Linked DNA regions of Mus musculus: all the other regions are linked to region 4. Evidence: chromatin contacts called from public HiChIP or PLAC-seq and promoter capture Hi-C data. All regions are on one chromosome and are shown on one strand. The core of a region is the stretch at or near the end of the contact, and the rest is flanking DNA. Distances in the headings are between cores, read along the strand shown. Region 1 holds the start of Srprb (signal recognition particle receptor, B subunit). Region 2 overlaps Slco2a1 (solute carrier organic anion transporter family, member 2a1). Region 3 overlaps Gm31434 (a long non-coding RNA gene). Region 4 holds the start of Amotl2 (angiomotin-like 2).

Region 1 (6,601 bases), core at 1,876-4,375, 480 kb before region 4:
TCCATTTTCATTTTCTCACTGGCTAAAGACATTAAGCACACTTCACATTCCTCCTGATAGTTTGCAACATGTGGGAAAAAATGTCTCTTCAAGTCATTTTTTAAATATTAATTTTTATTTTGTGTATGTGTTTGTATACATATAGGTACGCAATTTTCTTTTTACATATGATGACAACAATCTTTCGTCCAACAACTTTTTTTTTGTTAGAAAGGATGGTTGTGAATAGCCCTGGGGCTAATTATATTTGATATTAATTCCATTCTCCTGTGAGGGGCTGCGAACAAGGAATGAGTCAGCACTCAGGTGATTTCCTGTAAACCTGCTTCCCACCTTAATTTGTAAAATAAAGAAGAGCTGATGATTGGGCAGATAAAAGGGAAGGTGGAGTGAAAGGTGGGAGAGAGAAGAAGAAAATGGAAGAGGGAGAGGACGTAGAGGAGGAGGAAGAAGAAAAGCAGAGCAGAAGCACATGGCCTGGAGAAACTGCAAGTTCTAAGGGGTCTCATAGATGTGGAAGATGGTAGTGTAGTGGTAGATCTGCCCAACCTAGGTGCACAGCATGTATTCATATTAACTGTGTTGTGTTTTCATCGCCGGGGTATATTTGGGATGGAGATTTACCAAAACAAAGGATGATACAAAATCTCACACTATGTAGCCAAGGAATTTACTGTGTAGGTTAGGCTGTGTTGTGGTTTGAATGAGAACATCTCCATAGCTTCATACATTTGAACGCTTGGTCCCCAGTTGGTGAAACTGTTTGGGAAGGATTAGGAGGTGTGGCCTTGTTGGAGGAGGTGTGTCACTGGAGTGAGCTTTGAAGTTTTGAACACCCACACCAGGCCCAGTTTCTTATTCTCTGCCTCTGAATCAGGATGTAGGCTCTTAGCTACTGTGTCAGTGCCATGCCTGCCTGCTGCCACATCCCCTACTGCGACACTCATGAACTCAGCCTCTGAAATATAAGGAAGCTCTCGATTAAATGCTTTCTATGCTTTCTTCTGCCAGGCGGTGGTGGTGCATGCCTTTAATCCCAGCACTCGGGAGGCAGAGGCAGGTGGATTTCTGAGTTCGAGGCCAGCCTGGTCTACGGAGTGAGTTCCAGGGCAGCCAGGGCTACACAGAGAAACCCTGTCTCAAAAAAACAAACAAACAAAAAAGCTCCCAATTAAATGCTTTCTTCTGTATTGGTCATGGTGTCTTTTCACAGTAATAGAACAACAGCAACTATATATTTTATAGTCATTACAACCTACATATTTTAACTTCTAAATATCTCAGAAATTTTACCCTGTATTTCACACTTTCAGTGTTTGTTTGTTTATTTATTTATTTAATGTATGTGAGCACACTGTAGCTGTCTGCAGACACACCAGAAGAGGGCATCAGATCCCATTACAGATGGCTGTGAGCCACCTGATGTGGTTGCTGGGAACTGAACTCAGGACCTCTGGAAGAGCAACCAGTGCTCTTAACCACTGAGCCATCTCTCTAGCCCCGGATTTCACACTTTTATCCTGTGTTAGACTCCAAGTATCTTTTGCCTAAATACGACAAGAGACTCCCATTGATTCCCCCAGCCTCAGTCTTTTCTCTCTCCAGTCACAGTTCTCCACAGATCTGCCAATTATCCATGTCACCTTCAGCTTATTGTTATACTATGAGTAAACTCTGAGTTCTTCAGCATAGCACACAAAACCACTCCCAGGTCTGATTCCTACAAACTTTTCCAGCTGCCTTTCTGCCACTTTTGCTTCCATGGACAATCTAATCATTCTTATACATAGCCTGTAGCCAGCGACTCAGTATCTGGCGATGGTAAGGCCAACGGAGTGGCCCTCTCGAGTGGGCTTCTTCTCACCTGCCCTCTGCCTTTTGAGGATGTATGGAAATCGAAATCACATTGCGAACCTTCCAAACTCAAACTTTAACATCTTTGTTTCATTTCCTACCCAATCACTCACTGCCACACTAGAGAGGAAGGGAATGTCTCATTTCCTCTCTTCCTGGTACCTGCAGGAGTTGGGGTTTTATGTGGCAGTGCGACATTTTAATGAATTTGTTTAGCCTTTAAGTGACATCGACTTTTCCTGTCATCTCCCAGGCAGACCTGTACTTAAATACTTTAAAATAATGACAGCTACTTAATGACAGAGGCTGCAAATGGCCCTCGAGGCTTGGCCACTTCTGACTCGCAGAGATATTTTTAAATTGAAGCTCACATTTTTTTTTAAATGTTTCGATTACCCGATGAAATCTTAAGTAGAAGAGTTCCCATGAAGATCTTTTATAAATAAGTCCTCTTGAGAAACTGAAAAATGTTGTCTACTCTGGGCCTCTCAAATGGCCTACCTGGTTGAGTAGGCCTGCTTCCTTTGGGTGGGAATGATCAATCTATCGTCGACACCTCCACATCCTCCCGAGCACTGATTTTCCTGATTGCTTTTTAAAATGCAGTCATTTTTTTCCGTGCTGGACGTGTCAATGCAGGACACAGAATTCCCGAGTTTCCCACATGTCATTGGCTTTTACTCAAGCTTCTCTTCCGTGCGTCTTTTTCTGTTTTCTTTAGTTGCCGGTATAGGTTAATGCATCCTCCAAGATTCAGGTCCATCTCTAGCTACTTTTCTCTGACCTCATAAAGGACTTGATGTGTCTTTGTGGATTCTCTGTGACTCCATCACATCTTCGGTCACATCATACTGTGGTAAAATCTCTCATAAATTTCATCCCATGTAACGGCCGAGTAGAAATCCTCACCCTCAAATGAAGTTTTGTAGCCGTTAATTTTGCTAAAAGTCATCATTCTTTCAAAAATCGAAATGAAATGGGAGTAGAGGGGTGGGTTTGACCAAAAGACATCATATTCATTTATGAAATTCTCCAAAGATAAAAAATTAAAATGCAAAGAAAAAAAATTCCACAAAGCTATACATGTCTCAAAGCATGCCGATATGAATACACTCGCTAACTGGGTTGTAGAAACCAAAAAACTCCAACTCCCATCAGGCACTTAGCCGAGATACCCCTAAGGGACTACAACTCCCGTGATGCCCCGCGCCCCACCACGGCGTGGAGCCTAGAGCCACGTAACTTTGGCGGCCCGGGAAGACTACACACCTCTTTCATGGCTTCGGCGAACACCCGGCGAGTTGGCGATGGCGCCGGTGGCGCCTTCCAGCCTTACCTCGACTCCTTACGACAGGAGCTGCAGCAGAGGGATCCGACGCTGCTCTCCGTGGCGGTGGCTCTCCTGGCGGTGCTGCTGACGCTGGGTGAGGCGGCCGGCATTCACGGCGAGGGCAGGGTGGCTCGGCGCCGCAGGCCAGGGAGGCGGACGGCTGCGTTCCCTCTTCTACTACTCGTCTTCCAGACCCAGCAGTGTGGAAAGGGGACGCTGAAGTGACCTGGGTCTTGGGACAGGACTTACATGAGGCGGCCCTGTGCGCTTGAGCGCTGCGGCCGCCATCGTTCATTCCAACTTTGAGCCACTTGTGTCTGAACTGGGCTCTGAGATACTGGGGTACTAAGGTAGAGTAGAAATCCACCAATCAAATGTAGCAAGCCACTAATTTTTCCCAGATCCATCATTCTGTGTATACTTTTAGTCTCCACATTTGGATGAGGGAAATAGACGTGAAAAGGTTTACAGTTGATAGTGGCTGGCGCTCCGTGAGTTCCTAACAAAACTGACTCTAATCCGTGTGACAATGAAAGTAGTCCAGATGGACGCTTTGTTTTTTTGTCGTAAATGCCTACTAATAATGTCTTTAGAAAATGAAGGCTGCCTTTCTCTTCTCTGCAGTGTTCTGGAAGTTCATCTGGAGCCGAAAGAGCAGTCAGAGAGCTGTTCTCTTCGTTGGTCTCTGTGACTCTGGGAAAACGTTGCTGTTTGTCAGGGTAATGCTTTGATTTTCACCTCGGTTAGACTTAAGAGGGATGGGTAAGGCATTTCCGTAGCCCTGTCATCTTGCAGTTTATTTGGTACAGCAAGTTTAGGACATGTTTTTAAAAATATTTTTTTTTCTTTTTAATTATATGTATGTGTGTGGGTATATGCACATGAGTGCCTGTACCTGTAGAGGCCAGATGTGTCAGATTTTGTAGAGTCGGTCTTCAAAGCTGCCTGATGTGGGTGCTGGGAATTGAATTCAGGTCCCTTTGCTAGAAGCAGGATGGGATCTTATCCAACTTAGTTGAGTCTCCAGCCCTGGGAGTTAATTCTTTTTTTTTTTTTAAGATTTATTTATTATTATATCTAAGTACACTGTAGCTGTCTTCAGATGCACCAGAAGAGGGAGTCAGATCTCATTACAGATGGTTGTGAGCCACCATGTGGTTGCTGGGATTTGAACTCAGGACCTTCGGAAGAGCAGTCGGTGCTCTTAACCACTGAGCTATCTCTCCAGCCCCCTGGGAGTTATATAAAAAAGACTCTAGGAAAACCTGTAAAAACACACACACACACACACACACACACACATACACACACGATGCTGTTAGAATACGTGGTCTGGGGATGGGGAGGTGACTCAGTCTGTTTTCTTGCCTGGCAAAAAAATGAGGGTCTGAGTTTGGATCGGTGGCACATACGTGAAAGCCAGGTCCAGAAGTTCTTGTCAGCAATCCCAGGGCCTAGGAGGTATGGATCCCTGGAATTCCTTGGCTCACCACCACCCATGCTAGTTGGTTTTCTCCCCGGGTTCAGTGAGAGACCACAGCCTCACAAAAGGTGGCTGGCTGTGTGGTGGTGGTCCATGCCTTTAAAGCCAACACTTGGGAGGCAGAAGTAGGAGGATCTCTTCAAGTTTGAGGCCAGCTTGGTCTGTAGAATGAGTTCCAGGACAGCCAGAGCTGCACAGAGAAACCCTATGTCAGGGAAAAAAAAAAAAAAAAAAAAGCAAAAACAGTAAATAAATAAGGTGGAGAAAGATTAAGGACTCCCGACATCAACCAACCTTCAGTGTACATACACCTGTTAAAAAATGCATTACCAGTTTCTTGGGCTACTCAGAATATAATGGTTATGGACATACATTTTTTTGTTTGTTTGTTTGATTTTGTTTTTTTCCAGACAGGGTTTCTCTGTATAGCCCTGGCTGTCCTGGAACTCACTCTGTAGACCAGGCTGGTCTTGAACTCAGAAATCCACCTGCCTCTGCCTCCTAAGTGCTGGGATTAAAGGCCTGTGCCACCACTGCCTGGATAGACATATATTCTTAAGTGTAGCTTGCGTTCTTATTCTTTCTTTAAACAATCAATAAAGGATAAAGGAAGCCCAATAACTTTTGCTGATTTCTGTGACTTAAAATAGTCCCAGCATGGCTAGTTCTGAGCAATCCAGCATTATCACAATCATGACAAAAATTACCCTCCTTCGACAGTCTTAAGCTAGAGAGGCCTCCCTTTACTAACACTTAGTTTTATGTAAGCCAGTGTATTTTAACTGAACATGTTTTACTATGGAGAATTTACCCTCTTCCTTTGGAGGGTATAAATAATAATAATAGTAGTAGTAGTAGTAGTAATAGCTATTATTATTTTAATTGTGTGTGTGTGTTCATTCATGTGTGTAAGGGCTGGTACGTGTGAGCCTTGGCACATCTGTGGAGGTCAGAGGACCAGAAGTGTTGGTCTTCTCTCATTGCTGTGCCAGGCAAGCTAGTATGAATTTCTGGAGATTGTCCTGTCTCCCTCCCATTTTCCCCATAGGAGTACTGGGCTTGTGAATGTGTGTACTACTAGATCTGGGTTTATGTGGGTTCAGAGGGGCTGAACTTAGGTCATCAAGGTTACACAGGAAGTGTTATGTCCACTGAACATCTCCTGAGGCCTTGAGTTGGTTTTGGTGCCTAAAATCTTTACAGGTCAGTAATTTGGCCCCTTGCTGTTGTTTAAAAATAATACTAATAATGTTGGGCCCAGGGTGCCACTTTCTGATGGCACTGCAAAAAGAAGGAATAAAGCTTGTAATTAATTATTATTATTATTTGGTTTTTCGAGACAGGGTTTCTCTGTGTAGCCCTGGCTGTCCTGGAACTCACTCTGTAGACCAGGCTGGCCTCGAACTCAAAAATCCGCCTGCCTCTGCTTCCCGAGTGCTGGGATTAAAGGCGTGTGCCATCACTGCCCGGCTGTAATTAATCACTATTCTACAAGTTAAAAATAAAGCAGTATGATCGTTTTCAGCTGTTTCAAGTAGCATTCGTTCATTTGACCTTACTCTCCACAGAATGAAAATGTCATTTTTTACATTGCATTCAGTGTTATTGTAACTCGCTTACCCTGATTTGTCTGTCTTGGTTTTGTTTTGTTTACAGTTGCTAACTGGCCAGTACAGAGACACACAGACTTCCATTACCGATAGTTCTGCCATATACAAAGTCAACAATAACAGGGTAAGAGGTATCTGGAATGTTCTAGAATCTGACACTCTTCTTTACTAAGTTCTACTGTCATGTGTGTTGCTGACCCAAAGCAACTTGGGGAGGAAAGGATTTAATCTGTTTACACTCCCGGGATGTAGTTCATTGTTAAGGGAATTCAGGGCAGGGTCCTGGCAGCAGAAGCCATGCAGAAATGCTGCTTGCTGGTTCAC
Region 2 (6,765 bases), core at 1,863-4,362, 370 kb before region 4:
TAAGCCATTCAACTTTGGAAAGAGTTAATCTCTGATAGCCTATGAGCTATCCCTTTGCTTTTTCACTTCTGGACATGTCTCCAACAGAAATGGAAACTCACAAAAAACTCACTCACGAATCTCCATAGTAATTTTATTCATCATAATAAAAAAAAAATGGCCTGACATCTAACTAAATAACCTGATGGATAGATACAGAATTTGTGTCATATTCAACCAAGAGAGTGTCACGGAACAATTAAAAAAAAAAAAAAAAGAATAACCACAGGCACAAGCAATGGATCTCAAAAACATTAGGATGGATTGCAAAATACCATTTACATTGAGCTTTCGAATAAGTTAGGTTAACTTATACCAAGGGGGCAGGGTGGTAAAATGGGCAGAGACTGTACTCAACCCAATATCCACCTAGTTGCTGGGAGTTACACTGTTTTACACTTTAATGGCCACGGTGGTTGTGTTCTCATCTACATTTATAAAATGTACGGAACGATAAGCGGTGAAATGATGTTAGTCGTACATTGCCAGGAACGGGCTTTAAAAATATGTCTTCATCTTGTTTATAAAATTTTGGCCTAATCACTTAAGGCTGGAATGCTAATGGGTGACATAGAGAAGTCAAGGAAGGGAGGCTTAAGGCAAGAGGTGGAGAATCCAGTTTCCCCTGCATCGGGATGCTGGTGTCGGTCAAGGTCTCCTTCAAGCTCTGCTGAACCTGGAATTGATCAGCCAACCCTGGGGGGTCAGGAGGGTGCGTCAGTTTCTAAAGCTTTCCTGGCTACTTCTGCCTTTGCTTCCAAGGAGCAAGAGTGTTGTTAGTCTTGTTTATCCTGGCCCTAGGGAGCTCAGTCCTTTTCCGAATGCCCTAGAAGGTGACTGGGGCACAGAGACCTTTTCTGAAGACGGGCAGTGCCTGCGATTATGAGAGATTTCTTTCAGAGGCACGTTCCTGAGGCCCAAGGGGTACACTGGTAAATACCGGAGACCTAGAAGGCGGAGGTGGAAGGTGACTGAGTTCCCTGAAGCCACTGAATACTTAAGCCTGTAAGATCATGGCGAGGCTGACAGCCCCAGGATGGGAGGGGCCCCACGTTGGAGCAGAGTGACCACCCATGCCAGTTCGCAGGGCCTGGGAGTGCCCACAGGGTCTGTAAGAATGCTTGGGTGGGGAGCCTGAAGTGTCAGAGGGTGGCGGTGTATTTGAGGGGTGCCCTGAGCAGCGAGCAACCTGGCCTCAGCAACGCCCTCTCTGCCAAGCTGCATGCGGTGATCCCGCTGTGGCGCTGCCTCACTGCGGCGCTGGTGAGCGGCGCCGCCTAGTGGCAGACTACGACAGCAGTGCCCCGGAGCGCCGGCCACTGCAAGAATAAGGTCTGGACCCTGCTGGAAGCGAGACCAGTTGCACTCCAAACTCCCCGTCTGATAATTGCATCTCACTAGAAGCGCAAAGCACAAAGGGCCTGGCGTTCTCTGATCTTCACTCCCGACTTCTGGAGCTGTTCTGGAGTTTCAAATGCCTTTTCCCAGTATGGGCCCACCCCACCCCACCCCACCCCACTCCCACCTCCATTTTTCTTCTGTAAGCTGGTGTTTGTGAAAGTTAAGAACATTCAGTCAAATGCTTGCCCCACCTGAGACTTCTAAGGTTTAGGGGCTGTATACATTTGAAATGCTGTACTGAGAAACCCACAGTGCAAAGAGAAGTTTAGGAGCCTGAACAGAAAACCTGTTCAAATAAGCTGCCCCATTTGGCTTTCAATTACACCCCTGGGACTCCAGTTCCCACACTGCGGGGAGGAGAGAGAGAGAGAGAGAGAGAGAGAGAGAGAGAGAGAGAGAGAGAGGACATATAGTGGAGCCAACTTTGGCTGGGGCTGCTCAGGAGGACGGCTCTTCTGGTCTCTGGGGTGTAGCAGTTCCCTCTCAGGGACCCGGGGCTGTATTTTGAGGTAGGAACGCCCTTCTGGGACTGGTTGACTGGTCTCTAAGGCCATTCTCCAGGCTTTGAATGGGCTGGTCTAAGCCAGTCCCGAAGGACGCCTAAGGGGCCCCCGCTAAGCCTAGACCCTACCCTTCTAGCCTTACTCCTGTTCTCCTTCAGGTTCCCTGATCAGGGGATTCTCAGAATGTGCACAGGTTTGCTCGCCTTTCTACCTTTGTTCACAACTTAGCTGTCCTCTCTCCCTACACTCTTGACCCTCGAAACCAGCCCTGGTCCCTTCTCTGATTTCCCAATGGAATCCACAGCACTTGGTCAAGTTCCTACCCTAGGTCAAAGTATACACGCTGCAAGGTCAGGAAATGTGTCATGGCGGGTTCTTGCACACACCAGCTACCAAACAAATAAAATGTGATTGACAACCGGAGGGGACCTCATTTATCGATGTGATGGTCCTGATGGCCTCACCATTCAGGAAGAAGCTCTGGGTGAGACTCCTCCCCTCGAGATAAGCCCCGCCCCTTGGGGGGCATGCTCAATCAACTGTCATCCCCCCTAGCTCCTCCGCCTTCTCATCCTTTGCCTAAGTCTTTGTCAACTAAAGAGAACCTTTTTCCTGACCCTGCATCTCTAAACCTCTGATCCATCAGCTCTGCCTCTTCTGGGCCTGTCCTCTCCACTTTTCCATCTCTAAGGCAGCCTTGGCTTTGCTGAGATATCATCTTTTCTCCTCTAGGGATCCGCTGTGGATGCTTCCTCCCTCTGACTGTATTCATCCCTCTTCCAACAGCCTGACAAGACTGAAGGGTCTCAGAGAGCATATTGGTTCACCTAGAATCACTCCCCATGGTGGAAGATTCTAGCACTTGCCTAAGTCTGCTCCTCTCCTCTCTGAGCACAGAGGATTATATTTCTCCATCTGTACAGCAGTTAGATAATGCCGTGAGACTAGTTCTGGCCAAGCGCCTGGGAGCAGAAAGACTATGCGCCTTCTGGCCAAAACACTTGCTTCCCATGGCGAGACCTTCTTAGCTTCCTTTCCTGCCTCATTAATTGTGGATTGATGAAACAGAGGTACCTCAAGTCCAAATAGCTGGCATTCTGAGCCACCCTTGGAAGCCACTGCCCTGGAGAGTCACCCAAACAAGCCACGGGCTTTGTGCAAACAAGAGATAAAGGTGTGTTGTGTCATGTGACTGAAGCCTAGCCAAGCCTATTTCTGGGTGGTTTGAGGAGTTCAGTAAATAAATGCATGGCTTGGCAAACTGTAGCGAACTATGTACATTTTATTATTGTTATCAAAGTGTAGCAGGTGCCTAAGGAGCAGAGACTTTGTCAAGGTAGAGAGCCCTGTGTCCTGTGGCCACCAAACAGGGCTGGGAATGGGTGTGGAGGTTGATAAATGGGCCGGGCCTGTCACGAGAGGAAGGCTTTCTCTCATTAATGATTTGCCAAGGGCTTGCCCAGGACCTGTTTACATATTTAATCACCGATGAAAGGTTAGCAAATCTGGCCTTCTTGGCAGGGAATGGACATTTTTACCTCCAATGTTTAGTCCCTGTGGCTGGGAAAGATAGGAATTTTTTTTCTTCTGGATTTGCAAGGATTACCCCCCCACACACACACACACACATACACATACCACTGCCAATCTCTCTGGGAAGCTGTAATACAATATTTTACTATCAAGTTGACAGTAATTCAGGACCCAGCTTAGCTGCATCTCTCCATCTTTGAAAGTGTTGAAGGCAAATACAACATGGCTTTGTTTCTTAAGCGAGAACATGATAAGCAGTTACCAGATGGGACATTTCCCCAAAGGTCTGTGCTTCAATCTCATGGCTCTGCTTCTCCAAGTTTTCTCCTCTCTGTCCCTTTTCTCCACGTCTGGTCTTTACCTTGTGGTACCCAGAGGGCTCACTGGATTTTGTTTGATGAATAGTTACAATGTTCTTGGGATGCTTGACTAGAATGTAAATAATTGAGACATCACCTGGTCTCCCAACCTCTATCACCCAACCTACACAACCCTAAAGAGATCCCTCCTCTTTCTTCTCACCAGCCAATGAACTTCAATGGGAAAAGAGGCGGGCTTCTCATTACCCAAGGCTTGCCCTAACTTCAGAATGACTTATAAGAAGAGAGGGGCTTGGGGCAGCCAGAAAGACCTGGGCTTTCTGTGAAAGCTCTCTGCTGGCTGCTTCCTTGATTTTGGAGTTCTCCTTTCTTTTTCTCTTTCTTTTTTTCTTTTTCTTTTTTCATTTTCATTTTCTTCCTTCCTTTTTTTTCTTTCTTTCTCTCTCTCTCTTTCTCTCTCTTTCTTTCTTTCTTTCCTTCCTCCTTCCCTCCCTCCCTCCCTTCTTTCTCTCTCTCTCTCTCTCTCTCTCTCTTTCTTTCTTTCTCTTTTTTTAAGACAAGGTCTCAATATGTAGCCCTGGCTGTCCTGGAACTCATCATGTAGATCAGGCTGGTCTCGAACTCTCACACACCCAGTTGCCTCTGCCTCCCAAGTACGGGGATTAAAGGCATGCTCCACATGCCTAGGATTCTACATTTTCAGACATACTAGTGTGGCTCCCATCATAGGCTGGGACGAGGGTCCTGCCAGAGGCTTTGGACTCAAGGACACTTGGTAGATATCGCTCCCTTCCAAAGGATGGCAAACCCTTTATTTCCTGTTTCTTTGGTTTCTTCTTTGTGAGGCTGGATGGTGCATTTCCTAGGTTGGGTGGGGCAGCAGAGAATGATAGCTCTGGCTGTGCCCAGGAATGGAACTCTGTCCCCGAGCCAGACTCTACAGGGTTCCTAAGCTCCACAGAGAAGCAAGGAGAAGAGATCAAAGACCTACTATGACCTTCTTACATATAAAGGCACCTTTGGTGGTTAATCCTTACGGTCAATTTGCCTGGATTTGGCTCTATGCATGGGTGACCCACATCACACAGGGCTCAGGGGTTACCTTCATCTTCCTGGAAGGTGGAATTTCAGGACTCCTTTTACAGTCACAGAAAGGGGCCTCAGGCTTTGGGAAGGGTGTTCCTGCATTTTTTGTTTCTTTTGTTTTTCAAGACAGGGCTCTCTGTGTAGCCTGGCTCTCTGTGTAGCCCTGGCTGTCCTGGAACTCACTCTGTAGACCAGGCTGGCCTCGAACTCAGAAATCCACCTGCCTCTGCCTCCCAAGGGCTGGGATTAAAGATGTGCACCACCACTGCTCGGCTGTGTTCCTGCATTTTAAAAAGATGTATGAGTACTCTATCTGCATGTACACCTGCACACCAGAAGAGGGCATCAGATCCCATTACAGATGGCTGTGAGCCACCATGTGGTTGCTGGGAATTGAACTCAAGACTTCTGGAAGAGCAGCCAGTGCTCTTAACCACTGAGCCATCTCTCCAGCCCAGGTGTTCCTGTATTTTAACAGCAATCTTGAGCATGATACACTCATGGAAGTCTGTGACAATTTGCTCTTTAATTGGAAAAAAAAAAGTGAGATCTTTAAAGCCCCTCTGGCATTTGAGAGGCAAGATTTGCTGAATAGTAGTAAATGATCAATTATGACTGTGATATTCATGGCTATAGTGTTTGTGACTGAGCCCACTTCTGGATATGAACTCAAGGACGGTGACTGGGCCTCCCAAGAGCATGAGTCTTTGACATTGGTCTGCACAGAAAGCACAAGGCCCCACACAGCAACCAGCAATGCCTGGGACCTGCTCAGCACCAGGCAGGTGGCTTGAGAGTAACATGGTCTCTAACACCCTTGGCTACAGGCCTCTAAAGTTTAAAGCATGGCTACTTCTTTGTCTAGAAGGCACAAATTCTGTCTGTTCTCTGATAGACCCAGGACAGCACAAATTTACAACCAACTTACACCCAGAACAGAATTATAATATATTAATAGCAATATAATAGAATAAAGACTTGTGGGGACAGCTGATCTTCCGGGAACGGAAGGTTGACGTTCATTGTTTGCGAGATTGGTGGAAGGCTATGCCTTCAGAATCTGGTTAAACTGCAGTGAGTAAGCCCAGGGTTAGTTGCAGAGAATCAGGTTCCAAGCAGAACCGTTCCACATGCTGAAACTGGCCCGTGAGGTTGTGTGGAGCCTCCTCCTTAATAAGATCTGTGGAAATGAGCCCGGTGGCTTCAGAAAGAACACTGCCAGTAACAAAGGCTCCCTGAAGGCTTCAGTCTCACAGGACCTTTGCCACGCCGACATAAACCATTTGGCTTCTCACCATATAAGGCATTTCTGAAAGGCACTTAAATGTCACATAGGGCAATGTCAATTGCCTAGCTGCTTCGGGGACACGGTGAGCCAGATCTCCAGCTCAGGCACACAGTCAACCTGCTGGAGCCTCAGGGTGTGCATGGGCAGTCAGACCAGGATCTTTTCCGCCAGCCTTTTTGGTTCTGGATATGCTTGGCAAGTGTGTGAGCATGTTCTTGCTGCCCACCGAGCGCTCTCTGGGAGCAATCCCAATGCGAATGGAGGTAAGGTTTTCCAGGGGAGCTCTCAGAGAACCATACAGCATCCCTGACAAACACCAAGCCAGTTCTCTGATAAACAGAATCGTTGAGAAAAGGCCTCATTCCTGGGCCTCTGCCTTTGCCTCTCCACTGCATGGCAGTGGTGGCCCCCAGCCCAGGCCCACAGAAGGAGCCCACCTCCACATCCAGAGAGGTAGTGAGGAAAAGCTGAGAAAATGCCAACGAAGACAATGTGTTTGCAAGCGAGTCAACCCGGCTACTCTCTTTGTGGGCTGCAACTTGCCATCTGGCACAGTGACAGGTGGCATCCACTCTGCTCCATTCCTTGGTCTGAC
Region 3 (6,554 bases), core at 2,637-5,136, 270 kb before region 4:
ACAAAGGATGGGTCACTTGGAGTCAGTAGACAGTGTCACTCAGCAATACATAACTTAAAATTCCTTCACTGTGGGCCTCAGGACTATCTGGAATGAAACGGATCTTTCCCACTGATGTCTCTGCTGAGCCCCCAGTGAGATGCTTCTCTTTACACTTAGGCTCAGGAAGCTGCAAGGGGATGCTTGTGAGCATCTCCGCCTGTCGTTGTGAATTCCTCAGTCAAAAAGTGGTACTCCTTATTCCCCGGGCTTCAGAGATATGAACGATTGAAGGAGCCAATAAAAAGAGATGCATATGTTTTTCAAGGGTTGATTTGGCCATCAGTACATAGCAATCAAGCTCCTGGCCTAGTGGCAATGATGAGGAAGAGCCACTCAGAGCTGTGTCTCTTTTCATGCTTGGTTGACCTTGTTGTTTGGAAGTTCTAGCAGGGGAATGCAGCTACTTGTATACCCTTGACTGGTACCCTTGACCAGAGACCAATCTTCCTCTCTTCAGAGAAGGTCATCTTCTTCAACCAAGCACATAGCTTCAGGATAGACATATGTGGAACAGTGAGAGAAGAAAGCAACCCCCGCCTAGCCACTCAGGTCAGTCAAACCCACCCTGTCAATCAATGGGGTGACAGATATGGCAGCCAGATTGCCCCCACATCCCATAGACTAGGAGATGCGTCCAAGTTCCTTAAAATAGCTAAGAGATACGGCAGAGCAGCGTGGTCTGCAGTTCACTCTGCAGTGTGTCATGATGTAAGGCATGGGTATGTGGGAGTGGGGACCAAACCTTTCTTTCTAGCTTGCTTTAATTCATCATCCTCTACAGAAACACCAGCCTCTATAGACTAAACTTACATCAAGCGGTACAATGGAACGAGTGGCTTTCCTTGAGAGATATTACTTCCACGGCCTTTGGGCATAGAAGATTTCCCATATATAGCTGTGGCCAACGACTACTATTGTTCAAGTCCAGCTAGCAGGGACGGAAGTTGGACTGTGTGATCCAAAGTTGCAGCCCAAGTTGCCTATCTACAATAAGATTCCCAAGTGCCTCAGAGACACTGAGGACGGTGAACATGGTGTGCATTCTCCAAATCTCCCAAGGTAGGGTCTGTCCACTGCCTTCCCAATCCAGACCCTTTGCCAGCCCAAGTTAAAGACGCAAGATCTCTCAACAGTGGACCTAGTTCAAGGAAAACCTCGACGAGAAGGAATAGAAAGCTCCCAGCAGGTTTCTGCATTAACCAGCCTGTGGTTTCAACAAAGCCTGCTGTTGAAGGATATATGTCTGGCGAGGTTCTAAAAGCTGTGGAAAGGACAGCTCTCAGCAATGCTCTGTGCCAGTCAGCCCCCCAAGCCCCTCACAGGTCCACCCCAGCTGTCAGCATGTCTCCAAAATCCTGTGTGTGCAGGGAAGCAAAGCAGACCCTGCCACAGCTGTGGAATTTGGAAGCTGCATACGTGCCAAAGCCCTTTCACAATTACACGAGTAAACAAATCAACCCAAAATGTCATGTTTTACAGGATGGATGAGCAACATCAATCTAAACTCGCAAATACCTCACTTTCAATGAGTACTAATCTGGCTGCCTATCCTCATTGATGCCCTTAGTGAGACTGGAAGCATCACTGAAGATGATGTAGGGAGTAATCTTTGTAATTTAACCTACAGATGAGTGTTATCCTGAATGGTGCTGAGCCAAAGCCCAACTCTGGCCTTGTGGGGAAGCTATACCCGCTGTGTTCACAGGGGTCGCCCTTGCTCAGACACAGTGTCGCTGGATGGTTGATTTCACCACTCTCTTGATGGAGCTTGCCTTCTTTCTGGAAAACATGTTCACAGGAAGAAGAGAAAGGAAAACAGAAGGAACTTGGAAGTGTGAGCTTATGGCATTACCAGGCTTGCAGTTGCTACATAAAGACACCAGAGTGACCTCAGGACCAGGCATCCAGGGTATTGGCTAAGCTTACTTTCTAGAACCCTGGAGAGGGTGTGAGTGCTAGGAAGAACCTGGCTCTGTCCTCAGTGAAAATCATTGACAAGCTTAGTGGTTGCTATGGCAACAGATTCCCTTGCTGAGCCTCTGATGCCTGATAGCACAGCCATTGGATGTAGGAGCTTAAGGTCACTGGATAAGACACCTGATGCCAGGTCAATTTGAATTTCAGATAAACCATATGTTCTGTGTTGTGTATAGCAGACCATGAAAGTTATCCCATTTTGGGGGGTTCATGCTTATACTAAAAGCTGGTCTAAAATTCAAAATGTCCTGACAATAAAATACTAAACCCGAAGGCCCTTTACTAAGTGACAAAAGGCTGTTTGAGCCATCTCCAAGATGCTACTGATAAACATCTACTCCAGTCAAGCTTCTTTGATCAGCAGGAGACAGGAAAGCTATTCTCAAGTGACCTCTAAGGGAACCTCAGTTTAATTTAATTCATTCCAGAGGGGAGATGTCATGGTTCTGATATTTTGTCTCGGGCATACGGAGTATTTCTGTAGAAAGATTAATGGCAATTTGAATGGACAGATTGAAGGTTGAAGTTGGTGAACTAGATGCTATACGTAAAATTTGTGATGATTTCTGCCTTTGAGGTTGCAATGCCAAGTGCCTGATGGGAGGAGATGCGGATCTTACAGGAATTTCATTTCTCCTGAGTTAAGCCTATTCTTATTTTCTCTGAGATGCAGCTGGAGGGATGGCAAGAGTCCTCCGGGACATGTTTTGTTGGTACAGCCTGTTAACAAAGGGTGCCTTTAAAGGAGGGTTGGGGGTAGGAGGACAAGCAGAGGGTAGAGAGAAGAACAGCTTGGGTGGACCGTGAGGGATGGGTAGCAGCTCGAGAGTAGACTAGACATCTTAGGATATGAAATACCTATGGTGTGTGTGTGTGTGTGTGCCTGTGTATGTGTATATGAGAGTGTGTGTGTGTGTGTGTGCCTGTGTATGTGTATATGAGAGTGTGTGTGTGTATGTGTGTGGTGCTTATGTGTATGAAATATCTATGGTATGTGTGTGTGTGTGTGTCTAAGTGTGTCTGTGTGCCTGTGCCTGTGTGTGTGTGTGTGTGTTTGTGTCTATGCCTGTGTCTGTGCCTGTGTTTGTGCCTCTGTGCATCTGTGTATCTGTGTCTATGTCTGTGTGTGCTGATGTGATCTGATGCAGACCCTGGGAAGACAGAGTGTAGGGCCAGGCTCAGACTCCAGTGAGACTAGCTGTGGGCAGCTGGGGAGGCTGGTTCTGTTTTTCATAGCCTATGCCACAAGGTGGATTTACCAGAGAGTAGATGTGACCTGTATGATAAGATGCTCTGAGAGTGGCCAGCAACTTCTTAGCACCTGGCCAGGCATGAGAACACAGTCACAGGCTCTACGACATGACTACTGAAGGTCAGGATGGGGATCTCTGGGAGCCAGGTTTTCTTGGGGGCCGCAATCCCTGACACTCACATGTTAACATGTGAGGTTGGACACTAGCATCTTCCTTTACCTGAGGTTGGGCCAACCAGCAGCTAATGTCCTTTCTCAGTGCTAGGTCTGACAGCCACCTGGCCTGGGCCATAATGTCCATACCATGTTACACCTCTTCTTGGAAATTGCTTTCTTAAGTGCACAGAGAGCTAGTGTAGAATGCTCAGTGAGGTCATAGCCTGTCTTACCAGGTCAGCTGGATCAGGCTGATCACCAGGCCAGTTCCTGAGGCAGGGACATCTCCACCCAGCGTTGCTCACGGTGGCCCTGGGCTTCTCTTCCTCAGCGTTTCAGCAAGAGAGTCTGAAAGCGAAAATGACAAGAAGAAAAGTGAAACCTCTTCCCCTCCCTGGCTGTGGGGCGGAACCAGGAACCTGGGCTCTCTTCCCTCACTGAGGGAAGGGACCAGGAACTTGGCCAGGTGTAAGAGTCAAAGGTCACTTTGTGCCCCTTGAGATGAAATCCCAGGAAAGTCATTGGAACTCCCCCCTTTTTGGACTTTGGCACGGGTTCCTGAATGAGTTTGGTTCCTGGGTGCAATCGGCCATTGTAAAGTCTGTCAGTGTAGCTCTATGGCCAGTGACCATGTGGCCTGGCCGGCACCATTTTACCTGGTGGCTGGAGCTCCTGAGGGTAAAGCAGAGCTGTCCCCTCACCAGGCACTCACAGAGATTGCAGTACACACACACACACACACACACACACACACTGGGAACACTCCCCATGGTCACATGTGAGTGTGCCCATCCTCACAGGAGATGCCCTCACCCACACCTCCCTACCTGCACACATATCCCTCCCCAGATATAAAACTGCATAACACCCCTCTCCAGAAGACACCCATGAACTCATCCATCCTAGCCTCAAACATAGATATCCATGGACATAGGATATCCATATTATATACCCACCATTCCTGTCCCTCACACACCCACCACACACACACACACACACACACACACACACACACACACCAAGTAGATGGTCTCTGAACTAACACTAAGTCACTGAGTATGCTTCTAGAATTCCTTCAGAAAGCCCCAAGACCCTAGATGCACCCTGCCAAAGTTTGTTTTAAAATGTCCCTTACCCTAGCCTTCAGGGCATCACTCTCAACATTATTTATAGTCTATCCTGTTTATACTGAAGACATTTTGAAGCCCAGGTCCTCTGAGGGCTACATGGATTAAGTGGTGTGGTAACCTGGGTTCAGTGCACCTAGAAGGTTCTTTTTATTTCCATTCTGAACAGCCTCCTCCAAGATGCAAGAAACACAGACATGCAAGTTACTTCACATCAAAGCTGTTTATTTGAAAAGAAGGAAGTTTGGATAGACAGATGGATGGGTGGCTGGACAAATGGATCCATTAACAAACAGAACATCAGCAGTGCCTATAGCAAGGACTTGGGGGTTGGAGGTTGATCCTAAGGCCAGGTTGACAATAATGATAGCTTTTGCTTGTCAAACACTTGCTCTGCCTGGGTTTCTGACAAGGCACCAGAGACTCTATGGGCATTGTCTTTTACAGTCTTACAGCTGAGGAGACAAGCCACAGCCATCAACCATGTTGGAAGCCTGTGGAGACTCGGAGAGCTTTGTGAGTTCCTCTAAGTCTCACGAGCAATGTGTTCAGCTCTGGAATATGAGCCTAACCTATTGGAGCCTAGGGGAAGGATTCTGCCAATAGGAGTATAATGCCTATCTCATTGTTCCCCTAGGCTGGGATCTGTGACTTAAGTCTTGACAGATCTGCCACTCATGGGACATAACTTACTGGTACTTCTGCATCTCTTTCATCCCTCCATCTACACCCCACCTCCTCTGTTTTCTATTCTGTTTGTCCCTGTGGTGGTTTGAACGAGAATGGCCCCCATAGGCTCATATGTTTTGGGTATTTGGTCCCCAATTAGTAGAACTGTTTGGGAAGGATTAGGAGGTATGGCCTTGTTGGAAGGGTTGTGTCACTGGGGGTAGTCTTTGAGGTTTCCAAACTCTTGTGTCATTGCCTATGTGTTTATTCTGCCTCCTGCTTTCAGATCCAGATGTGAGCTCACAGGTGTTCCCAGCACCTTGCTCAGCCACCATAAACTCCAGCTCCCTGAAACCATGAGTCCATAAGTTGCCTTGGGTATGGTGGTTTTCACAGCAACAGAAAAGTAACTAAGATAGTCTCTGACTAGACAGTCCCAGAGAGAGAAGCATTTGGTCAGCCAGCGTGGAGCTACTTTGAAGTAAAGAGAGCAAAGCACCTACCCAGATGAGCCCGTGACCCCCTGTCTCGCCAGCCAGCTTCTTCCTCAAGTGAGACCTCGGCTGTGGTCAGAGCCACTGTTTGGTCCTCTGGACCATGACTGGTACTCTTTATTCAGAAAGAGTACATCTTTCTGACTCTGTAAGATTCATCTAGCCAACACATTCTCACTTTTTACAAAATTAGTCAGAATTTTAGGATTTCCAGGATAGGGTTCTGAATGCCAACTAGACCAAGCTGTTAAAGAAACAAGGAGTCAGTGTGTGGCGACAGCCAGGAAACTCCCTCGACATCTTTGACACATGCATTCCTGCTTGCTTCTCTGCCCACCCCCCACCTTGTCTATTGAGGCAACTTGGGGAGAAAAAGTCCCTGGCAATAGATTCCAATGAACTTGGGTGCTATGGCGTCCACAACAAATACGGGCAGGTCCAAACATTTTGTGGGCTGCTTTTGTCATTTCTAGCGTGGGTTGCTGAGACAGCCATAGGTGTGGAGGACATCTAGAGAGTTCTCAGACATTTGGGGACCAAGGCCAGCACCTCCATCATCTCCCTTCCTGGGAGCCATCCACACTGACAGAAGGATGAAAGATGGATTACCCAGGTCGTTCCAGCCATAAGACCGGCAAACACAGGCTGCTAATCCACTCTTGGAACTGCCAGGAAAAGCCCATTTCAGCCTGACCTTTTGTACAAACAGATTAGAGGTCATAGACTTTGACATCTGAGCATTGCTCTGCCTCTACAAGAAAACATCCAGATGTAGGGCAGACGGGATGTAACATAGGAAGATGGAAGGATTGAAAAACATCATTAAAACCACCTGAG
Region 4 (6,669 bases), core at 4,127-6,626:
GTCAGCTAAAACGGCTCACCTGAGTTTTTTCTCCTCTTTGTTTCAAGGGTCTTGCTACCCACAACTACCGAAATTCTTTTCCAAGACCCCAGCTAAGGTTAGAGCAGGGAATCAGATGCCAGGGGGAACAGATTTCAGCTCCAGCTGCTAGGCCTTCAGCAGACCAGTGCTGTAGCTGCCAAGTGGCACCTGTGTCGGCGAAATCACAAGGGTCTCCAGCCACAGAAGCCAGGCTTGACCAAATGGCTGGTAACAGCAGGTTCACCCATGACTGTCTAGCTTCCATCTCTGTTGGTGATCACCTCAGTTAAGGGGCAACCCCTGGATTAGCTCCATAGCAGAGTTCAGGACTGTGTTCTTTCGGCCCTTGGCCATGAGTGTAACACATCCTTACACTCTAATGTTTAGAGAACAGTTAGGCCCAGGTAGCCAGAGGCTCTTTCTGGGGGCCTTGTGACCCCCAAGTGTCACAAGTGCCTTCTCAGTTGTACTCAGAATGTTCTAGAAGCCTCTTGGAAGTTTGGATTTCACTTCTGGATCTCTCATGCCCCCTCTGCCATCCCCAGTGTCCAAAATCACCCCTCTAGCCTATGGCTCGCTCCCCTGTTCTTTGAGCCCCTGACTCAGTCCCTAAAGCCTGCCCATCCTTTTTCCTCCTATAGGCTCCAGGGAGTGCAGAGAAGAGGGCTGCCACTAGACTGACTAAACTCCCCCTTGCTGCCAAGTGTGGTCACTCTTAGGGTTGCCTCAGATAACTGTTGTCCCCCTCCTCCCTACCACAGGCCAGGCAGACACAACTGACATTCTTCGAGAATGATCGAGAGCTCCAGGGAAGAATGGCGACGACTCCTTTCCGTTCACACTTGCTCCTGGTTCTTCCATTTCCCACCGCCCTCCTCCCTATCTTTTTGTTCTCCTGCAAAACAGCCCACTTCCTTGCCTGGATATTATCTTTTCCTGGCAGGGTTCAATAGGGCTGGTCCAAAAGAAGAAACTCTTCCTGACCGGCCCTGAAAAGGGAGGTGAGGTGGGGGTCTGGGGGAGTGGAGGCTAGAGTAAACCCACGAGGCTCCACCCCCCCCACACCCCCACACATCCCCGCTCCCCTGGCTCCCCTACTAGGCCCAAGGCGGCTATTCTCTTCCAGAGTGAAGAAAACCGAATTGGTGGGAAATGGAGGGACCAAATAAGGATTCAGCAAGGGTGACTGACTTTGAACCCAGAGGGTCCCCAGCCAGGTTCCTTGGAGCCCACCTCACCCCACCCCAAAGGAGGTACAGCAATGGTGCCTGTTTCTCTGGAAAAGGCACAGGGGCCAATAAAGATGACTAAGGCAGCCCCTCATTTCTAGGAACATGGACTCCTGCAATGATCTGGCTTCCTGCTTATACTAACTGGGCTCCCAGCCTAGCTCCAATGACCCATTCTCTAAGGCTAGTATTGATCTCTTAAGAGCCAATCATATCATGCCCTCCAATACACACACACACACACACACACACACACACACACACTCCCCGAGAGTTCACACACACACACTCCCCGAGAGTTCACTTCACAGGAAGTCAAGCCAAGTCACTACTCTGGTCCAACAGCATCCTGAGCCCCCCCTTTCCCCCCAAAGCAGCTCACTCACTCACTCACTCACTCACTCATCTAGGCCCATAAGCACAAGGGAAAAGCTAGTAAGTAATTAACTGGCAGACAGTAACTATACAGAAGTGGCCCAGCGAGCCACCTAGTTCTTTCAGCCTCAATAGCAACACCTCCCAATGATGAGCCAACAACAAAAAATGTCCACCTTCTCTTAAAAACCTTCAATAAGTTCCACCTTTGGCCTACTTAACTCGGGAGAAGTTTGGTAAGGATTCCTATTGTCTTTAGTTAGTTCTTTCTTAGAAAAAAAGAAATGCTCACCTTTGAACCCCATTCACATCCCTGGGAGCCCTCCTTATTTGAATGCTATAGACAATGCTATGTATATTTTGAGTTAAAGCAATGATGTCAGTTTCTTTTTGTTTTAGACAGTCTTGCTACGTTGTCCAGGCTGGTGGTGTGATCCTCCTGCCTCACCTAAACATTACAGGCATGCTACCATGACTGGATCAGCTAAATCCCCTTACCCTCCAGCCCCCCCAGCTCTCCCTTCTCAAGACAGGAGAGGGTAGATCTAGATCAGACAGCCCTAGGAACTGGTGGGGGTGCCCTGGGATTGGGATCATGACAGTTGAGATCCACGATATATATGATCTTGGGGTTCTCCTCCTCCTGGGAGACCGAACTAGAAAGAAATCTGGGGTTACCTGACTTCGGCATGCTGGAAGTGTGGGCTGCTTCGGGGTCGGTATCTTGGGTCAGTGACAGCCGCAGTCTCCTGAGCCATTACAGCGTGTGGGTACTGAGGTGGTGGCCCGCGGGGCTCTGGGCCCTCAGCTGGGGGCCCTCGGGGTTGGGGGCCCTGCTGGCTGCGGGCCAGCTGAGGGAAGCTGTGGGAAGAGCTCATGTGGCTGGGGACCCGAGCACCGTTTCTTTCCAGGGACAGTTGCAGAAGCCGTTCACTCAAGGAGCGCACATGGCCATGCCTCAGCTCTCGAAGAGCTTCATCCTGTCGCCGGCCGCCTCCGGACACCCCTCCTCTAGGATCCCGGTCCCCAACATGCGGCCGGGACCCTGCCTGCTGCGCTGCGTAGTACTGCGAATGGGCTTTGGCCTCCTCATAGGTGGGCAACTCTTCTCCTTTGCTGGGCTGTGGGCACAGCCGGTACAGCCTGTTCTCTGCCAGGTGGGTCTCTCCACCCTGATGCTCCTGGCCCTGGGGCTCCTGCCTGGTGGCTTGCTGCAGCACCTGACTGTCCTCGGGTGCTCCGATCTCCAAGGAAGCCTGGGGGCTCCCCGTGCCCCCAGCTCCAGCCCCACCCCGCAGGGCCTGCTGCTGGATAGCCAGCAGAGTGCGAGTCTCTGTCAGGTTGCCGTAGCGCAGCTGCTCTTGGATGAGACGGTGCAGGACTGTCCCTGAGGAGTCTTCCAGTGTCCTCATGCTTCTCTGGCTTGCACACACCTGCCTAGACAATGGCCAGCAGGCACCTGGTCTCAGAGCACCTAAGAGACAGAAAGAATAGCAGTCAAAGGAAGCACAAACAAAGGAGGGAGGGGCACTTGCAGGAACACTCTGGATGAAGGAGGAGGCTGGGTGGGTAGGTGGGTGGTTTTACACAGGCCCAGATGCAAGTGCTAATATGGCCATCTATTGATTAAGTTTAGTTACTGAGCTTCTGATCCTTAGTTTGCCATTAATATAAATATATATATGCATATATGTATATACATACATATATATGTACACACACACACACACACACACACACACACACACACAGTGTGTCTCTTGGAGTTGAAATGTAAGAAGCTGAGCGCCTGGTATGCTATAAATCCTTGGCAAATGCTTATCATTGTAACATTTATGGAGATTTAGCTGATCTTACAGATATACAACAGAAAACCAGAAGGCTATCTCATATCACAGTCCCCGGCAGTCAGCCATTACCCCAAACAATCTCATGGGCAAACTGTAGGACAGGCGTCCATCAAATTCAACCACTTAGCAATAGGGTTCCCAGTTTACTGGCAGGCGGTAAAGAAAGAATGTAGCCCAGCAGAAAGAAGCCCTAAGCAAATAATTCCATTGATTCTTTAGAATAAAGACGCGTGAGCCAGACCCTGGGCTCAAAGGCTGCTGATAAAATAAATCTGAGTCTCCCTGTCACAGATGACCTTAGCAGCCACTCTGCAAGGTGAGCAGCACAAGAAGCCCCATGGAAATTGGTGAGGAGGCAGAGGGGAGCTTGCAGTAACTGAGCCAGGGAAACATTTTCCATGACCACCAACCTCTTTTCTTGGCACACACATTTGCTACTTAGAAAAACCCCTCCCTACGTGTATGCTAGAGGCACACAGGGGATGATCCCTCTGCATCTCTGTTGATATTAGTAACAACTACCTATGCCAGTTGATGGGGTAATGAGGCGAGGGGGGAGACAAAGGAAGGGGGTGGTGGCCCCTTTCTGTGCCATACTAATGCTAGCCCCCTGTCCTACCTCAGTTTGGGAATGGTATGTTGGCAGAGCTGGAGAAAGGTAATGAGCCCTGACGATACCCAAGCCAGCAACTAATCCTCCCCCCCCCCCCCAACTGCACCCTGCAATGTGTAAGACTTGAAGAGTCTGCTCACACGCGGCTTTTTCTACGCGGTATTTCCTAAGTTAATCACTGTCTGGGCTGACTCGCGCTAAGGATCCGGGAGCGGCTAGAAGGAATGCTGAGCCTTCCCGGCAGATTCCAGGCGCGCCGACTATGAGCCAGGCTCTCGGAGCACCGAACATTTCCGAGGCCTTTCATCGCACAAACGTCCCAATCGAATCCCCTAGATGCACAATCTTTCTTTCAAATACTTATATAAGAGCACTTACTGAAAATCAACTTCCTTACACGGGCGCTGTACCTGGGCTGCACTGGAGCGCTGCACTCGGAAAACCAGCCACCTTTCTAAGCAAACACGGGTCTCTGGCCTTGGCCTGGGCTCACTCCAGCAAAAGGAACCAACGCTAGTCTCCAAGTCAACCAGGCCAGTCCAGGGTCCCGGCGTTACTCACCTCTACCGAGGCAGACCACTAGCACCGGTGGCTGCCCGAGCGCCCCGGGCGAGCAAAACCCGCAACCGCGAGAGGTCTTTAAGCATCGCGGGTACGCCTCTCTCCCTAACCCTCTTTGTTTTCCAAATACTTCAGCGCTGACGTCACCGGACTGGACAGCAGGCTGCATTCTTTCTAAGTGAGAGCCAGTTCGTGGCTCCGCAGAGGATTTTCCAAGGAAGACAAAGAGGAATTCTTGAGCTAGCTGAGGGTAAAAGCCACCTGTATCCCCAATCCAGACAAAGCAGCCACGGTAACCTCATAATTCAGCGAGATATGCCTACCGCAGCTTTTCACTTGCCCCGCACGCGAGACGCACACTCCCAAACACTGATCCTCTGTCCTTCCTCCAGCCCCAGTGGGTCGGAGAATGGTGTCCTCACCCCCACAAAAGCGCGAGCAGTCTAGGCTAGACACCCAGGATCGATCCTCGAAAGGGTTCACAGTCTCCCCTCCCGCTCCCGGGGAGGCTCGTCCACCCCAGCTCCGATCTCCAGAAAGGGTCGGACTGATCGCGGTGTCCCGCTGCTGCTGGGAAGCGTCCCCGCCGGCCTCGCGCACTGCCCGGAGTGCCCGGCACCTTGCTTACCGCTGCGGCCCGCGGCTGCCGGCGCACGCAGACCCGGTTCGGCTTAGGTACAGTCAGCAACGGAGGTGCGCACTAGTCGGTGGCGCCGATGATCTGCTTGCTCGCGCCCCAGTGCGCAGCCTCTAGGTCAGCCCGCGCTGGAGGCGGCTGCTATGCCAGGAATGTGAGAGTTTCAGGTTCCCCCTCGGGATCAAAGCGAACCACAAATAACCTCTCAGCGCGCCGCCCTCCTCCGCTCTCCGCCTCCCTCCGCTCCCCGGGCCAGCCCCCGCCTTCCTCCCGGGAGGCGGCGCTGCGGCTGGCCGCTGGGCTGGCCTCAGCCTTGTCCCCTTGCCACTCTGGGCTCTGGCGGCCGTGCGGCATTCATTCCCTGCCACCCTGCTTTGTGTCCTAGCTGTTGGGAGTGTCTTAACCAACTCGTCCCAAGATCGCCCCACCACTGCCCGCACCGGGTTCTCACCCTCCATTCCTACAGGCACCGAGGGACGACTCCAGGGATCAGCCTCTCACGCCCCTATGGTGGCTGTAAGAAGGGTCTGTGGCGTTTTGGAAATGGCGGGAGGACTGCACAGCAGTTCACATCCGCCCAGCCTTGACAGTGTTGCAGACGAAACGATGTTTCGGCCCGCCGCTGCCCAGCCTCTTTCCTAACTCCTACTATTTCACCCCCCAGCGGCAAACTTTGAATTGCACTTTTATTGTTTACAAACACCTTGGCCAGCTCTTTTAATCCTGCCTCTACAGGAAGTGTGTGAATCTGGGTTGAAAATCTGGTGGATTTAACCCACTACCTAACTAAATGAATCAACCACTCACTGGGCATTCGGTCCAACTCCTCCCTAACTCCGCTCATCTTTAAGCCAAGCACGCGGCGGGTCACCACTTGCTTTTTACTCGGCCATCCGACTCCAGTAACCCTCCGACGGTGCTCTTATCATGTCTGTAATAAATAAGAAACCAAGGTTCAGAGAGTCTAAACAACTTGCCTAGGGTCACACAGAGAGTAGCCAATGAAGCCAGGTCCCTTTTCTTGGTCTTCAAAATCCGGTCTCCGTAACCTGACAAGGCAGAGAGTCTCTGCTTCCACCTACCTGTCCCGAGTTTCAGTGTCTTTTCCACCTCGTCTACACCTAGCCAACCCTCTTTGTCTTCCGCTTCTCTGGCTTTTGGTGTGGAATCGACTCCTTTGTCATTTGGACCCTTCTACTTCCCCAGGAGACTCCTCCAGCTTAGCTGCTCTGACTCCCTCCCCTCCCCGCCCCCCCCACCCTCTTTCTGGTTAGAGCGTGCATTCCTCAGTCCCATCCACCTCGAATCAGGACCAATTTCTGCTGCGGGACTGCCGGGCCCAACCCCCTCCTTCCCTCGGCGTTCTCAATTCCTAAGTTTGCT

The links. Promoter capture Hi-C pulls out the DNA fragments that hold promoters and counts their contacts. HiChIP or PLAC-seq counts read pairs in DNA pulled down with a chosen protein or histone mark.
Region 1: a contact with region 4 is called in an H3K27ac HiChIP or PLAC-seq map of epiblast stem cells. The contact joins the promoter of Srprb here to the promoter of Amotl2 in region 4. A contact is called at or near these places in 1 of 39 promoter capture datasets (the 3T3-L1 cell line), 2 of 115 datasets of contacts at active chromatin or transcription factors (epiblast stem cells and extraembryonic endoderm stem cells) and 1 of 9 other capture datasets (adipose tissue).
Region 2: an HNF4G HiChIP or PLAC-seq map of pancreatic cancer cells shows a contact between it and region 4. The contact joins the enhancer-like site here to the promoter of Amotl2 in region 4. A contact is called at or near these places in 1 of 39 promoter capture datasets (cranial neural crest), 3 of 115 datasets of contacts at active chromatin or transcription factors (embryonic stem cells, pancreatic cancer cells and trophoblast stem cells) and 1 of 9 other capture datasets (adipose tissue).
Region 3: a promoter capture Hi-C map of liver shows a contact between it and region 4. The contact joins the enhancer-like site here to the promoter of Amotl2 in region 4. A contact is called at or near these places in 3 of 39 promoter capture datasets (the 3T3-L1 cell line and liver), 3 of 484 Hi-C or Micro-C datasets (the HL-1 cell line and liver), 2 of 115 datasets of contacts at active chromatin or transcription factors (extraembryonic endoderm stem cells and pancreatic cancer cells) and 1 of 9 other capture datasets (adipose tissue).

What each region holds. Positions count from the first base shown.
Region 1 is chr9:103,198,589-103,205,189 of GRCm38.p6, reverse strand. It overlaps Srprb (signal recognition particle receptor, B subunit), which reads left to right and starts at 3,125. Exons shown (of 7, transcript NM_009275.4): 1 at 3,125-3,278; 2 at 3,809-3,903; 3 at 6,324-6,401. The coding sequence starts at 3,131.
Region 2 is chr9:103,086,893-103,093,657 of GRCm38.p6, reverse strand. Slco2a1 (solute carrier organic anion transporter family, member 2a1) reads right to left here. Exons shown (of 14, transcript NM_033314.4): 14 at 5,393-6,765. Among named protein-coding and RNA genes, the nearest start is that of Rab6b, 22 kb to the left of the region's middle. Within about 2 kb of position 3,112, at least 49 of the 459 cell types and tissues checked have an H3K27ac peak or open chromatin away from gene starts, as enhancers often do. A contact at or near this core is called in pancreatic cancer cells, where this site is marked.
Region 3 is chr9:102,985,998-102,992,551 of GRCm38.p6, reverse strand. It overlaps Gm31434 (a long non-coding RNA gene), which reads left to right. Exons shown (of 3, transcript XR_871114.2): 3 at 824-2,292. Among named protein-coding and RNA genes, the nearest start is that of Gm31434, 13 kb to the left of the region's middle. Within about 2 kb of position 3,886, at least 20 of the 459 cell types and tissues checked have an H3K27ac peak or open chromatin away from gene starts, as enhancers often do. A contact at or near this core is called in liver, where this site is marked.
Region 4 is chr9:102,716,511-102,723,179 of GRCm38.p6, reverse strand. It overlaps Amotl2 (angiomotin-like 2), which reads right to left and starts at 5,376. Exons shown (of 10, transcript NM_019764.2): 1 at 5,278-5,376; 2 at 2,304-3,099. The coding sequence starts at 3,037.